Linked DNA regions of Columba livia: region 1 is linked to region 2. The links are chromatin contacts, called in public Hi-C maps. All regions are on one chromosome and are shown on one strand. The core of a region is the stretch at or near the end of the contact, and the rest is flanking DNA. Distances in the headings are between cores, read along the strand shown.

Region 1 (6,711 bases), core at 3,418-5,917, 35 kb before region 2:
CACTGTGGTCTCTGTTTTCTTGGCTTTGAGACACAGATCTCCAGCCATTTCAGTCTTTTCTGATGCCACCTGTACCTCTCTCTCATGAATCTGCAAAGGTGGGACCTTTTCACAGGTTCCACAAAAGTACTTAGATGACCTGATTTTTAATCTGACATCTAGAAAGGTTGTCCCTAGGTAACGACATCCTCTACAGCCCAAGGGAGATGTGGCACATCATAGGTCCCTATGTTCAAGAACCCACCTAACTGCATGCACCTCAACAGCAGCCACAGCCTGTGGCCCCACTTCTGCCCTCTGATCTGAAAATAACCTCACTTATAGCAAGAGGTCTGACACAACACAGACATCAGAATAGCAGTAGTTAGATGAGTCATACTTTCAGCTGCATACTGTTACAGTCATGATTTCCAAAAGGCATTTTGCAACCCTTCATAGTCAGAGAATTTGTCACTACCAACAGCCTACTGTTGATTAAAGATTTGGACTTCATCCTACAAGCACAAGACTGCCCACATATTGAAAGCCAGATACAAGTACTACTACTGTCTGCAACATATGGGTCTTCAATAGTGATTCCACTTGAAAAGGAGTTGAACTGTAGGCTTTCATATTCAATGGTGTCAAACTGATTCTATGGAAAATTAAGGGCCATCAAGACTATTTTTTGTATTCCATGGCAATTAGAAAAGCAGGTGTGTTTTCTTTTCCCTAGGCAAAACTATTACATTTTCCTCATCCTTCCTTCCTGAAATGACATACTTTCATTATTGGTAATAGTAAGAGAGAGTCTGAATTATTTGAAATTGATTCATATACGTTGACTGAAAGTTTAAATTTAAACAACTAAGAACAAAACATTTTTTGCTTTTTATTCCATGCATTTTATCTCAGAGTTTTAAAACAATAACTGATTATAAAAAATGTTTGTCAACATTCCTAAGTTCACGTTGAGATTCTCCAGCTTCTCTCCTGACATTATCTCTGCTAGCATATTGTACACAAAGGTTTTATGCCAAATATTTGCAAGGATATGCCTAAATCTCATCTTCATCAAATCTTGGTTAAAAGTTATGAATTAAAACATAGAAAACAAAGAGGTCTGGTTTCAGGTCTTTACTTCCAGCTACGCTGCCCGTTATAGAGGAAGACCTAATTTCTAGTGAAACCCCACAGAGCTTTTGTGATTCTTCATGGCAGAAAGTAGACAAACTTCCAGGTTTACTCACAGCATAAGGTCTTCCAGAATTTATCTGTTATGGATACCAAACACCAAACACTTTTCCTCCAGGAGTAGAAAAAGGCCAGTGCCTTTGACATAGTGTTATCAGCATGACTGATCCTATGAGTCATTTTTGCAGTAGAATGAAAATCTTGACTCTCCAGCTCCAAGACCAGCCGCTCCCTTGCAGCCTCAGATGCGAAAGCCAGCAAGAATGACCTATATATATACCTCAACTCTCTCCCATGTATCACACCATTCCAAACTATTGCTGCATTTAAAATAGCCAAAGTAAGTACTTGCAAAATTTGCTTGAAAAGGTTAGGCCAGAAGAAGACAAGAATTTATCCTGAAGTTTCATGGATGAACTCAAGGACGGATTTTGAGAGGTAAGAGGAAATAGGAATCCACAAACCCTATGCCAGTGTCATTTGGGTCATCCTAAACTCACAACTCCCTTACAGCAGAGAATCAGTGTGGTTGTACAGTCCCCTCTCTCATCCTATGGCCACTTCCAGCCCAGCACATAGCATACCAAAGTCACCACTTACAAAGAAAAAAAAAATCACTGAAGCTAAAAAGCAAGAAAAACAACCTTCTTTTTTCTTTTCTGACTAGCTTGTACAATCAGAGATGTTATTTCTCTATGAATAAGAAAATTGTTATTATTTTTCTTCTCTAATCCATACTTCTCAAGAAACTGTGTTCATCTCTGTCCTTCACTGGGGAAAGCTTTGTAGTTTATCATTCTGTGGTTTGAATAGTTTATGCCTGGCTGTTTAAGGGAGTTGAAAGAAACATTGTAAACGATCCAAAATTGTTCATGCAAAGAAGGTTAAAGGCATCAAGCTAGTTGACAATAGTCCTTCACATATTCGTAAAGGTAGAAATATGTGGAAAATGGGTTAAGGGGGCTGTGAACCTCAGTACTTCTTCAGTACTTACCAGTGGTTCCTACCGTCCTTTAATACAGTTAGGAGACAAATCCCCCATTTGCTTTGCCTTGCTATATTAATCAAAGGATCAAGGTCCTTTGGATAGCTCAGTCTGAGGGGAAAACACTTCCCAGTGAGAAGCAAACACTTCTCTTCACTATTGGTCCAAACAAAACATTTAGTTTCATGTTAAAATAAAAGAAAATAATTCAGCTTCTCTGTATATGAAAACTAAGTCAGTGTCATGTCTAGATGATTAAAAAGGTAATTTTAAGAGGCTTTTGGTAAACTCAGACATCTTATCAGCAATATCCCAAGTTTGATCTTTGCTGTTGCAGTAGGACAAAATAACTCTTTAACCATCCAGTACAATTTTAATTGTAGATAATAAATATTTTATGCAAAATATTTTGGCCTATTATCCCATGTAAATACAAGGTTTTAAAACAATAAATCATTCTGAAATACTTCTAGAAGGGTCATGAATTTCCATTAGTGATTTCTATTATGCAGAAATCCTGTTGATTACTATCTGTTCCAATAATCAGAAAAGTTCAGGTACGTTCAGAGAGATGCATCTACAAGATCATCAGACTCTCAAAAACTGACACATGAATGTCTTCTCCAGAGCCTTCATATGGAACAAAACAAACAAACAAAAAAAAAACCAACACAAGCAAAAATTCTAAATATTTTCATCCCATGCTCTTGAGAATACTAAAAATGCACCAATGTGTTTCAGTTCTTCATAAATTAATTCCCTGGATGAATGGGGAGAGTTTAATTTTAAGTACAAACTCACAGGAGGTTTTGATCCAAAAAGCCCGTTTCTTGCCTATGATCAAAAGGTTACTGCCCATGAATTTTGATGGAGTTGCTTTAATGTGATGTAAGCATGAAAAGCTAAATAATAAAAAGCTGAAGGGGGCTATCCAAAGTTTTTCTTTAATACTTAGCTTTAGAAACTTAAGAAAAGCTGTATTACTGATATTAATTAACAGGCATACATTCTTAATGGCAAAGATACAAAAAAAAATCCCCAAAAGCCAGATATTAAAATGGGTCCTAGATCACTAGTGAGACACAGGACATTCACTTCTTCGGTTTACAGTTACAACAAGAGTTTAGTCAAGTGCATTTACTAATTTCAGCTTTGCTGGATCTATGTTGTTGTGGCCAGCCTCCATCCTTCCGGTTTCCTTTACTGACATATAAAAAAACAAAATGCATGAGACAGAGTTTACTTTGAGTTAAGCACCATACACCTTCTTCTCTGGAGTCAAGCTCATCCACTACCATCCCATTCAGAGACTCCAAACTAAGAGCAGCAGAAAACTGATGGCATTATTTAATACACCATGGCTCCCCACTCTTCTGTTTTCAGACACTCAGACCATCAGGCCACTTGGATGCTTGGCTATAGCCAGGCATGATTCATGAACAGCAACACAACAGTCTGCCACACTTCCCATACTCTGCTTTTCTGTTTCTACCAGTAGGGCAGCAGCAGCAGAGGCCTCTTGGTTTGGCTAAGCTTTTGTACTCACAATCACCTTGGAATTTTTCCTAACTCTTTATTTTTCTGCCTTGTTTTCTAATGAAAATATATTGATGTTTTGCAACCTGCTCTGGGAAACAGCTGTACAATTCGAAGTCTCCTCCACCATATCAGCTCTGGAATGTGCTCTATCTTATCATTTATTTTGGCAACAGTAACTCCAACATTTTTTTATTTGCATATCAATAAGTCTTTTCTGTTCTGCTCAGGGTTTGTTTGACTCTTGATAACTGCTGAATTTCTAGTCACACTGTATTAAATTAAGGTACAAGCCCTCAGTTTTCATTCTGAGCTAACAGACTCAGAAGTTGCGTGCAGAGCTTTCCATTAAAATCAAAGGGAAATTCTTCACTGAAATTTAACATATTTTCTCTCCCAACTGGGGTGACTTAAGGGCACGTGTACAACCAGTTACCATGGATCAGTTGGCGGGCTGAAACTTATCCAAAACCACCTAATTTTTCCTAAAATGTATGCTTCTACCTTTGTACAGACATATATGAAAGATTAAAGCATTTAAATTGTGCTGTAGATTTATCTTGTACAGGAAAACACTCATTTAAACTAGAGTGATGCATTTCAGTTAAACTAAACCTACGCAAGAGCAGGCACACTATTGCCCCGCACGCAGCTGCAATCTACCCATTTTTTCTGCACGTTACACTGATACAGCGCTGAACTATTTCCCCCGGACGGCAGCTGGGCGCGGCAACGGAGCATCCCCACACCGAGAGCGACGCCCGTGCCCGGGACGCGCGGGGCCGTGGGTGGGAAACCACCTCCAGGGAAACCCCGCCCCGGGCTCCCCCGCATCCCCTGCCCAAGCCCCGGCGGGGGTTTGGGGAGGTGAGGAGGCCGCTCCCGGGGCGGGGCGGGGGCAGGTGCAGGACTGTGGAGAGCGCAGATCATTGGGCGGCCCGGGCGGGGCGCGGTCCGGGGGCGGGGAGGGGGCCGGGCAAGGGGCCGGGCAGCCGCGGGAGGGGGCAGCCCGGGAGAGAAGCAGGAGAGACGGATTTAAGGAGTGGTGTGGGGTAGAGGTGTCCCAGCTGCGACCGTCCCTACCGCCACCATGCCTGTCAAAGGAGGCACCAAGTGCATCAAGTACCTGCTCTTCGGCTTCAACTTCATTTTTTGGGTGAGGGACCCGCGCCCGGCCCCAGGGGATCCCCCGAGATGGAGCCTGGGGCGCAGCAGGGCTGTGCCTCTTCTCTCGCTCCATGCCCGGCGCAACCCTGCGGGGCTGCCCGGGAGGTAGCCATGGGGAGGGCAAAGTACTGGGAGTGGTGGTTTGTTCGGGTTTTTTAGTTGTTTGGTTTAATGCCGGTTTTCGTACTTGTTTTCCACGCCTTCCTCTTCTCCAGGCGAAGGGGGTGAGGGGTGCCTGGCCCTGCTTTCCCACCTTGACTTTCCAGGGGCTTTCCCCTGCCGCTCCCGGGACTTCCCGGGGCGGTCGCTGTACCTGTGTCCGGGCAGGGCGGCGGCAGCGGCGGCGTCTCCGCGCCGCTCTCCCTGTCGCCGGGTGGGGCGCTCCGGGCGGGCGCCTCCTGCCCCGCGGGGCCCGGAGCCGCCTGGTCTCGGCGGGACGGGCGTGTCCCCGGGCCGGTCACAGAGGGGATGCGGCGCCCGGTTACCTGTTGCGGCACTAAATGTGCTGCCTGTCACCTCCCTCTCGGCGGGAGGTGTCTAAGTGAGATACGTACCCATCTTATTACTTTATTTTCTCTCTCTCTCTTTTTTTTTTTTTTTTTGTAGAACTGTGGTTAGAATAAGGCAAACTGCGTGTCCTGCCTGTTAACGTGTGCAGGGGATGTTAGATGTGAAGGTAGTTTTTCCCCTCAGCAGTACATACAGTGCTCCCACAGAAACTTTCCTTGCAGTTTGTACTCCTCAGTAGCTTTTTTTTGGTGCGAAGTCTGTAACGGAGGGTGCTGAGCTGATTCCTCACAAGTTACACTTGTGGTCACTGTTGTCATGTATGTGAACTCAGCTTGGTAGGAGACTCAGCTGAAGCCATGGCTTCTGCCTCAGATCTTCTAGGCAGCATCATGTAAAGAAAAAGCTAATATAGTTTTATCTGTAGGAGCACACCACAAGTGAAAATTGTATCTCCGTTGTGGTTTCTGGCATGGCTATCTCTTGTTTGCCAGGCAGGGTCAGAAAGTGTGGCTTAACTAAGAGGTTATGGCTGCTTCTCAAGGACTTGGGGTATTGACGTCTAAATTTCGCATTGTCCATCTTATGGAAAAGTACACAGAGAATGCAGTACAACTGCTTGTGTGCCTAATGTATAGGTGTGAAGTGTTAGGTTCAAAAATGAGTTTTCTCTTGGCTGTCTGCTACAGTGGAGAAATACATGTGTGACTCCTTTTCACCCTTTGATGTGGAGAAATTATGTTGGAGCTGTGGCAAGAAACCACTTCTGGAGTCGGTTACAGTTTTGCACGTGGGATGACTAGAAGATGCAATAAAGTGCTTGTGATCTTTCAACTTAAAAAATGTGTTTCCATAAGTAAGACAGTGGAACTGGGCTGCAATTGAGGGAAGTTGTGCAAGAGAACTTCACAAAGGCACAGAAAAGCACTTATTGCCACCTGAGACTCACTGGGAGGTTGAGCAGGGGGGTCATATTTGGAGGGTTATTGGTGGTAAGAAGAAAAAGTCTAATGACACACTGGCTGAAACCTCTGGGTCAGTAAAGTGCTAAACTTCTTGTTGAAACAGGAGGAAATAGGCATCATTTGCTTTGTGGTTTCGTATATATATTTCTTAAAGCTACAGACTTTGTACAAACTATTTTATAGTACAAGAATGCTTGTTGTGGGAAAGGCATTGCCTCAAAAATGCTTCTAATGTGAGCACTACCATTTTCCTATCTAGGGCACAGGGCTGAGAATAGGGAGTGGCTTTTCATTTATCTTGGGAGGCATCTGTTGCTTGGGGGTTTCATGGTAAGAAAACTCAGACGCTTTATTTGCACATTTGAGTGCCCAGTAAGC
Region 2 (6,440 bases), core at 1,153-3,652:
ATGAAAATGACAAGTAACAATGATGAGTTGTGAGGAATGACAGGAACAGGTAATATCTGGGAGAAAAATGTGGTGGCCTGAGTATACAGGATATCAGACTACAAGATACAAAGGGCTCTTCTAGCTTGAAACTCTGATTTCCTCATTTAAGCTAAACAGCCAGCTGATAGACCCTTTCATAATGTCAGAGACTCCAGCTTTCTGACGGTCATTATGTGGCAGTACAACCCCGCAACATGATGTCTACATTCTGCTGTTTATTTAATAACAACAACAACCAGCAAAAAACAACAACAACCAAGAGCAGAGAATAGATTACATGAAGACTGCAATTTCAGGTGATGCCAGTATGAAGAATGCGGAGGAAACCTCTAATTCATGTACACATGAATTGTGATACAGATCTACAAGATCTGTATTTCCCTTTTGGCAGGAGATTGGAGGTGCTAATGAACAAATCAAGGAAGAGAAAGAAAAGTCTTGTGATGAAAAGAGACTAATGTTGTCCTGTTTCAGTCCCAAAGTGATGTGGGGCAAGTCACACAGTTGGGCTCTTACTGTATTCCTCACTTTCTGAGTGTACTAGGTAAAGTGTTTTTAGATTTGCTGGGTTGCTGGGCTCACATGACAGCAGTTGAAGTCTACAAGTGTCATGGACTGCAAAACATCACACCTCCTGAAGAATTATGGCTCTATTGTCTCAGTCCATTGCCAGCACCTATTTCTGAATTTAAACATTTTTGGAAATTATTAACAACTAAGTGAGGAATTAAGGTTACATGGAGTAAATATGGCCTCAGTCACACACTGGCTGAAAAGACTAAATAATCCAAATTGCTGTCTACCTACTCACTGGCTGAGACAGAAGCCATAAGATAAAAATAGTCTTTTATTACAAGATCACATATGCATAAGCACAAAAGAGAATGAATAAAAGTTACACCTTCATAGCAGAGTTTCCTAATTTCTGAATGCTCAGCTCTATTAAGTGAAATAATTTTCTACATTTTTGAGGTGAAACATTTACGATCTTTAAATTACTGTTCTACCACTTAAAAAGTGACTATGCAAGGCCCTTATACTACTGCCTGTCACTGGCAGCACATCAGCTACACTCTGTGTAAAGTCTCTAAGTCAGGTTTTGTTTTCTGCCTGCCAGTTCTGTTTCAAGCAGGATATTTTCCATTTTGTATGTAATTGCCACTAAAAAAACCCCAGCAAATTCCATGCATGCCTCTGCACCCTCTCCAGATAGCAGCTCCTTTTCATGTGAGTGAAACTATGTTGTGGCTAATTTTGTGCAAATACCTTTGAGGGCAAAAGGTGCTCCTGAACCAGAAACTTAATTTATTTTGTGATGTGTGGGCTCAGAGCGCCTTGCTCATTTTCCCCTGGCTAAGCTGAGCTTTTCAGATCCAATAGGTTAAGCAGAAAAAACTCTTACTTTAGTATTTTACTGGGCAGCATCACATTTATGCAGTCACTTTTCGGAGCAGAACAGGGAGTTCCCTCTCCTCCTCCTCTTTTATTTTCTGTGCTTACAGTCCCTCAGTTTGGGCAGGGCAAAGAGGGAGGGTGTTGGTCTAGACTGTGTCCAGCACATTTATTTACCAAGAGCTTTGCCCATGGGAGGAGACTTGCCCATCAGACTGGAAGTTGCTGAGGCTCCAGGGCAAATGCTCCTAAAAACAACTTTTACTAAAGCGAAGCCTGCAGAATAGGCCATCACTGAAATCGGCCAAAAGGATACTTTAAATACCTGTAGGACTCGGTGACCTTCCTCCATGCTGATGGGAGGCATCTCTATTCTCCTAGTTTTCACAGATGTGATCACTTTCCTCTAGAAACATCGGTGACACTGCTGGAAACTCTCTACTTTAAAATAGCCAAGCATCCTCTCGCAGAGGAGCAATGCTGTGTTATCTCCTGAGGAGCCCTCACCCATACCTCCAGACCTCCTGCCCCATCCACCCAACCAGGTGGGCTCAGGCTTGGGGCAGAAACTCTTTAATTTCACAAGAAATTAAGTCAGAGAGGAATTAAGACCACTTCTCACTGCACTCTTAATTTGGAGCCACTTTGACCAACCGAGTGCTGTGACGGCATGCAGCTGGGCTGGCACAGCAGGTGCTGACAGTCCAAACACAACGGGGGGTTCCCACTGGGCTCCCCCCCTGCCCACAAAGCCTCCTGCTTCTGTTGGACCAGGGCTTCCCTCCTGCTGCCTGCCTGTGCCTTTTCCATGTCTGATCCCACTTCACCCTTGCTTTTCCACCTTTGTTCAGTTGCTTTGTAGCTGCGGTAGAGATGCATACTCCTGCAAGTATTACTCATGCTTCCCCCTGTACAGAGGCTGTCCTTTGGGAGCAGCATGGCACCACAGGGTGAGGCTCCCCTATAGGGAGCCAGGGAGATGGGGATTCCCTTTCCATTTCCTCTCTTTGTGTAGGCAAAGTCAAAACAGCATTTAAAATCCATGGAATGACTCAATAAAGCACTTCTGGCAGGGTGGGAAGCCTAGTTTGGAGGAAAAAAAAAAGGGGGGGGGAGAAAAAAAAAGGCAATGCCTTTTGCTTTATGATACATTGGCTGCTATTTAGTCATCTGTATACAAAGGGCTTTTCTTCCTGAGCCATTAACGAAATGAATCAGCAGAGAGCGTGCCTCCAGATGCATCGGGCAGGGTTTCGCCAGAGTCACATCTCGCCTGTACTCCGAGGCTGGGAGGGCTTGTGTTCTTCTGCCACTGTGGCAGCATTACACAAACAGGAAGGTGCTTTTCAAAATGGAAGGTTGATGTAAAAATAAACCATTACTCTTCTGCAGAGAACAGCAAACAGAAATTATGGGAAATGAATTATGGGACAGCCTTTTTTGTTGCAAACAGAGCGAGTGTAAACAACCCAGGCAGCGAAACAGGCTGCCACCCTGTGTGGGATGGTGGGTAGCAGCAGCCTGCAGCTTTTCACACACAGCTCACATTTGTGCAGTCCTAGGGCTGTGGCAGTGACTATGCAAACTTTTGGCTTTCACGGAGTATTTTTGCTGTACTGAACATCTCTCATCAGCTGCGGAAGGTGGAGCTGGTGGGTGTTGGGGCACGGCCCATCATGACAGCCTTGTGAGCTCCCCATAGATGTGCTCCAGCCACCCCCCCACCCCCATGCAGGAGCACAGAGCCTGGACTTGGGATGGGGACCCCTTCTCACTACAGGTCTCCGAGTAACCTTTATTTTGATTCCTTCTTCCCTCATAGAGGCTCAGATTTAACCAGTACCCAGAAGCCACTGGCTTACAAGAAGGGCTACTGCAGTTTCAGTACAGTTTTGGGCAGATTGAAGTGCTCCTCAGCAAAATGGAAAGATGAGCTCAGAGGACTGGTGTGCAATGCCTCAGCATGCCCACCCCAGCATGAAAATCCAAAAGAGATTAAAAGTGGTGGCTGGAAGCCTCCTGTTTCCCCCTTACCCTTCTATCAGCACAGGCTACCATGAGGCAACCGGGTAACCCAAAGCTCACATTTGCTCTTGAAATGAAAGCTGCAGGGGCACAGCCTGAGGAGATGCTAGGCAGTGGTGGAGCCAGCAGCAGGATGTTGTCTGGACACAAACTCATTTATAAAGAACCAGATTTGTCTGCAGGCTCAGAATTCCCATCACCACCTAAACAGGATCATGCGAAGTGCCCTTTTACGTGTTTTTCCTCCCCCTCTTTCTTACTATTCTCTCCCCTTGGTGCTCTCCTTTTTCTCTGACCTTCTCCCACCAAGGTTTCTGCACTCCTCAGAGATTACAGGAGCTCAAAACAAAAGGCTGTCACCTCCCCCCGATCCCCATGTATCACAGCATTTTGATTTTATGACATCTTCTGGAGCTGCATGTGGCACAAGGAAGAGCCTGGGCACTGATGGAGGGTGACCAGCCTCAGCCCAAGCCCCCACAAAGGCAGGTGGGACCCCACATGGGAACACACAAGGCTGCCCAACCCAATGAGGTGTATCAGGATGTAACCTGCTGCCACTTCTCTGAGGCACTTCTTGTTGTGGCATACCCAGAGGAAGGTGGGGGGAAAGAAAAAATAAAAATAAAATAAATGTTAAAATAGTTGTAATAAAAAAATATATTTAAAAACAGACACAAACAAACAACAAGACTGCTTCTCCTCAACCCAGCCTCTCAGGGAAGCTGCCATATGATTTTTCTGTTGAAGGGAATGAAGAAGGCAAGGATGAAATCACCTTCCCATAAAGAAACGGAGACTGGTTTCCCCCCACCCAACACTACACAGGTGCTTCTGCTTGAGCCCTCCTGCTGTAGCACAGAGCACAGGAAGAGCTGGGCTCCCTCTCTGCCCCAGGACCAGAAAGCAAGGTGGACTCCAGAGATAAACTTTGCTGGTAAAACTGGACACAGCTTTCTCTCTTGTTTGCATTTGCTTGAAATTCCTGAAAAGAAACAGAAGGAAGAACTTTGCCCCCTTGTTGTAGGTGCTGTAGAAAAATCTCTCATAAGCACAGAGGCACAAGAAGTATCCCAAGAGAGTGGCATATAAACCTACGTACAACTGGAACTTTTAAGCTTCTGGCTATCTACAGCTGCCTTGCTATAAAATCAAACACTTTTCTGCAGTTTGTTTCTCCAGCAACAACTCTTATCAGGCTGCTGTCACATCCCTGTTCTCTGTGAAGCTGTTGGTTTAATGTTCAATATTTACCAACACTCCTCTGGTGGGATCACACAGACACGGGCATGTGAGGCACTAAAGAAGAGTAAGCAATGTGTCTGGGAGTCCCTCAGTGTTGGTTTTGATGACTTAATGCTGTGCATCTCATGCTTTGCAGTCTCATCTGGCAGACTTATCATGAATTCTGAAGGTATGAGTATTATTAAGCTAAACGAGGTATCACAGGTGTTTCATGCTTGTCAGCATTTAGCTAAGAAGATGCACAGCATCATCAGATAATGGATTTGGTTTTGATTCTTTTTTTAATGTGTTGTTCTTGTGCTTAGCACAGCAACATGAAGAAAAATCAATATTTACCATTCAGCAATAGATTATTTTCTCATGCTACTTGTATCAATCTTTTTAATAAGCAATGGAAAAAATATCTTGGGAATTTCAACTGCAAAACTTAATAAATGTTGATATTTCCTAATGTATCTGGCTTTATAGAAACTAAGAAGCCTGTAAGAAAATATTTCTCTTTTTGACTAAAGCAGAACAGTTAGTTCATGAGGTTTTATGTGCTTTCACCCTATAAACCAGGACTTTTTTTCAAGAAATAATGCCTACTTGCTGGCTAAGGCACACAGGAAAAGGTTAATATGCCAAATTTATTTGTTAATACATGAACTATTTAGGCACAGAAGGCTAACAATGTAATTATGTTAAAAATATGCAATATAGAGAATAGATACCTGTATGGGAGTGTGTGCACGTATGTACTGCTCTGCTGAAGAGCCATGTTTTGTAACCAGACAACACCTTACAGTCCCTCTCCTTCTGCAGAAACACACATGCTACAACATTCTCACTTTCATTTCCAGTTTTACAATAGAGGTACTGAATTAGTCCAATAAAAACACACATATCCACAATTTAACTTTCTACCTCATAAAACCTCTTAATTAAGCAAACAAGAACACATTAATACTTGATAACATACACAGCTGTAACAGTTTGCATCAAGTCTGACATGCTTCAAAATTCTGATGTGCTTCAAAATTCTGACTACTTGGCTTGGCTCTTCCAATTACAATTATGATACAGAGGCAAAACAATTCTTAACTTCAGAAGAGGATTTGCCACAGTCAGAAAGCCATGGCATTTTGAATTTTGATCCTGCTGCCCTAATGAAGTCAGTCTTCTCAGGACTTAACATGCAAAGGGAATACATAATAAAAGCACACGAGGGCCTAAACCCAAAGTGTCTGTGCAACATGTACCTAATTCACAGAATCACAGAATTGTTGGGGGTGGAAGGGACCTCTGAAGATCATCTAGTCCAACCCACCTGCTAAAGCAGATTCACCTAGAGCAGATCCCACAGGAAATTCAACTAAAAGTAAGTTGCAGTAGGGAGAATGGCACAAGAAGACTGATGAGATTTCAAGATATTAGTACAGCATGTATTGCAGGTGTGAGCCCAAGTGCCCATGCAGGTGTACCAGAGAGGCTCACACAACCATGCAAGACTCTTCACCTTCATGGGCAGCCTGGCACAGGGCAAAAGGCTGTCACTGCTTCTATCAGCAGGAGCATCAGGCAAAAAAAACGTCTGTGTACCTGTGGAGCAGGTTAACCTTGGGTTTGCTGCGATGTCGGTGGAAACACAGTGGGGTGAATCTGGCCACCTGTGTACTCTCAAGTACTCACCCTTTCCTCCAGCTGTTAATAGTGATACGGAAGAAATGGAGTTCAAAACTTCAAACCAATTTGAA

The links. A called contact is a pair of places that touch in the nucleus more often than the background predicts.
Region 1: a Hi-C map of liver shows a contact between it and region 2, with 2.1 times the contacts expected there. The contact joins the promoter of CD9 here to the enhancer-like site in region 2. A contact is called at or near these places in 2 of 2 Hi-C or Micro-C datasets (crop and liver).

What each region holds. Positions count from the first base shown.
Region 1 is chr1:142,598,023-142,604,733 of bColLiv1.pat.W.v2, reverse strand. CD9 (CD9 molecule) reads left to right here and starts at 4,667. Exons shown (of 8, transcript XM_065034302.1): 1 at 4,667-4,850. The coding sequence starts at 4,785.
Region 2 is chr1:142,561,318-142,567,757 of bColLiv1.pat.W.v2, reverse strand. No RefSeq gene overlaps it. Among named protein-coding and RNA genes, the nearest start is that of NOBOX, 22 kb to the right of the region's middle. Within about 2 kb of position 2,402, at least 3 of the 3 cell types and tissues checked have an H3K27ac peak away from gene starts, as active enhancers do.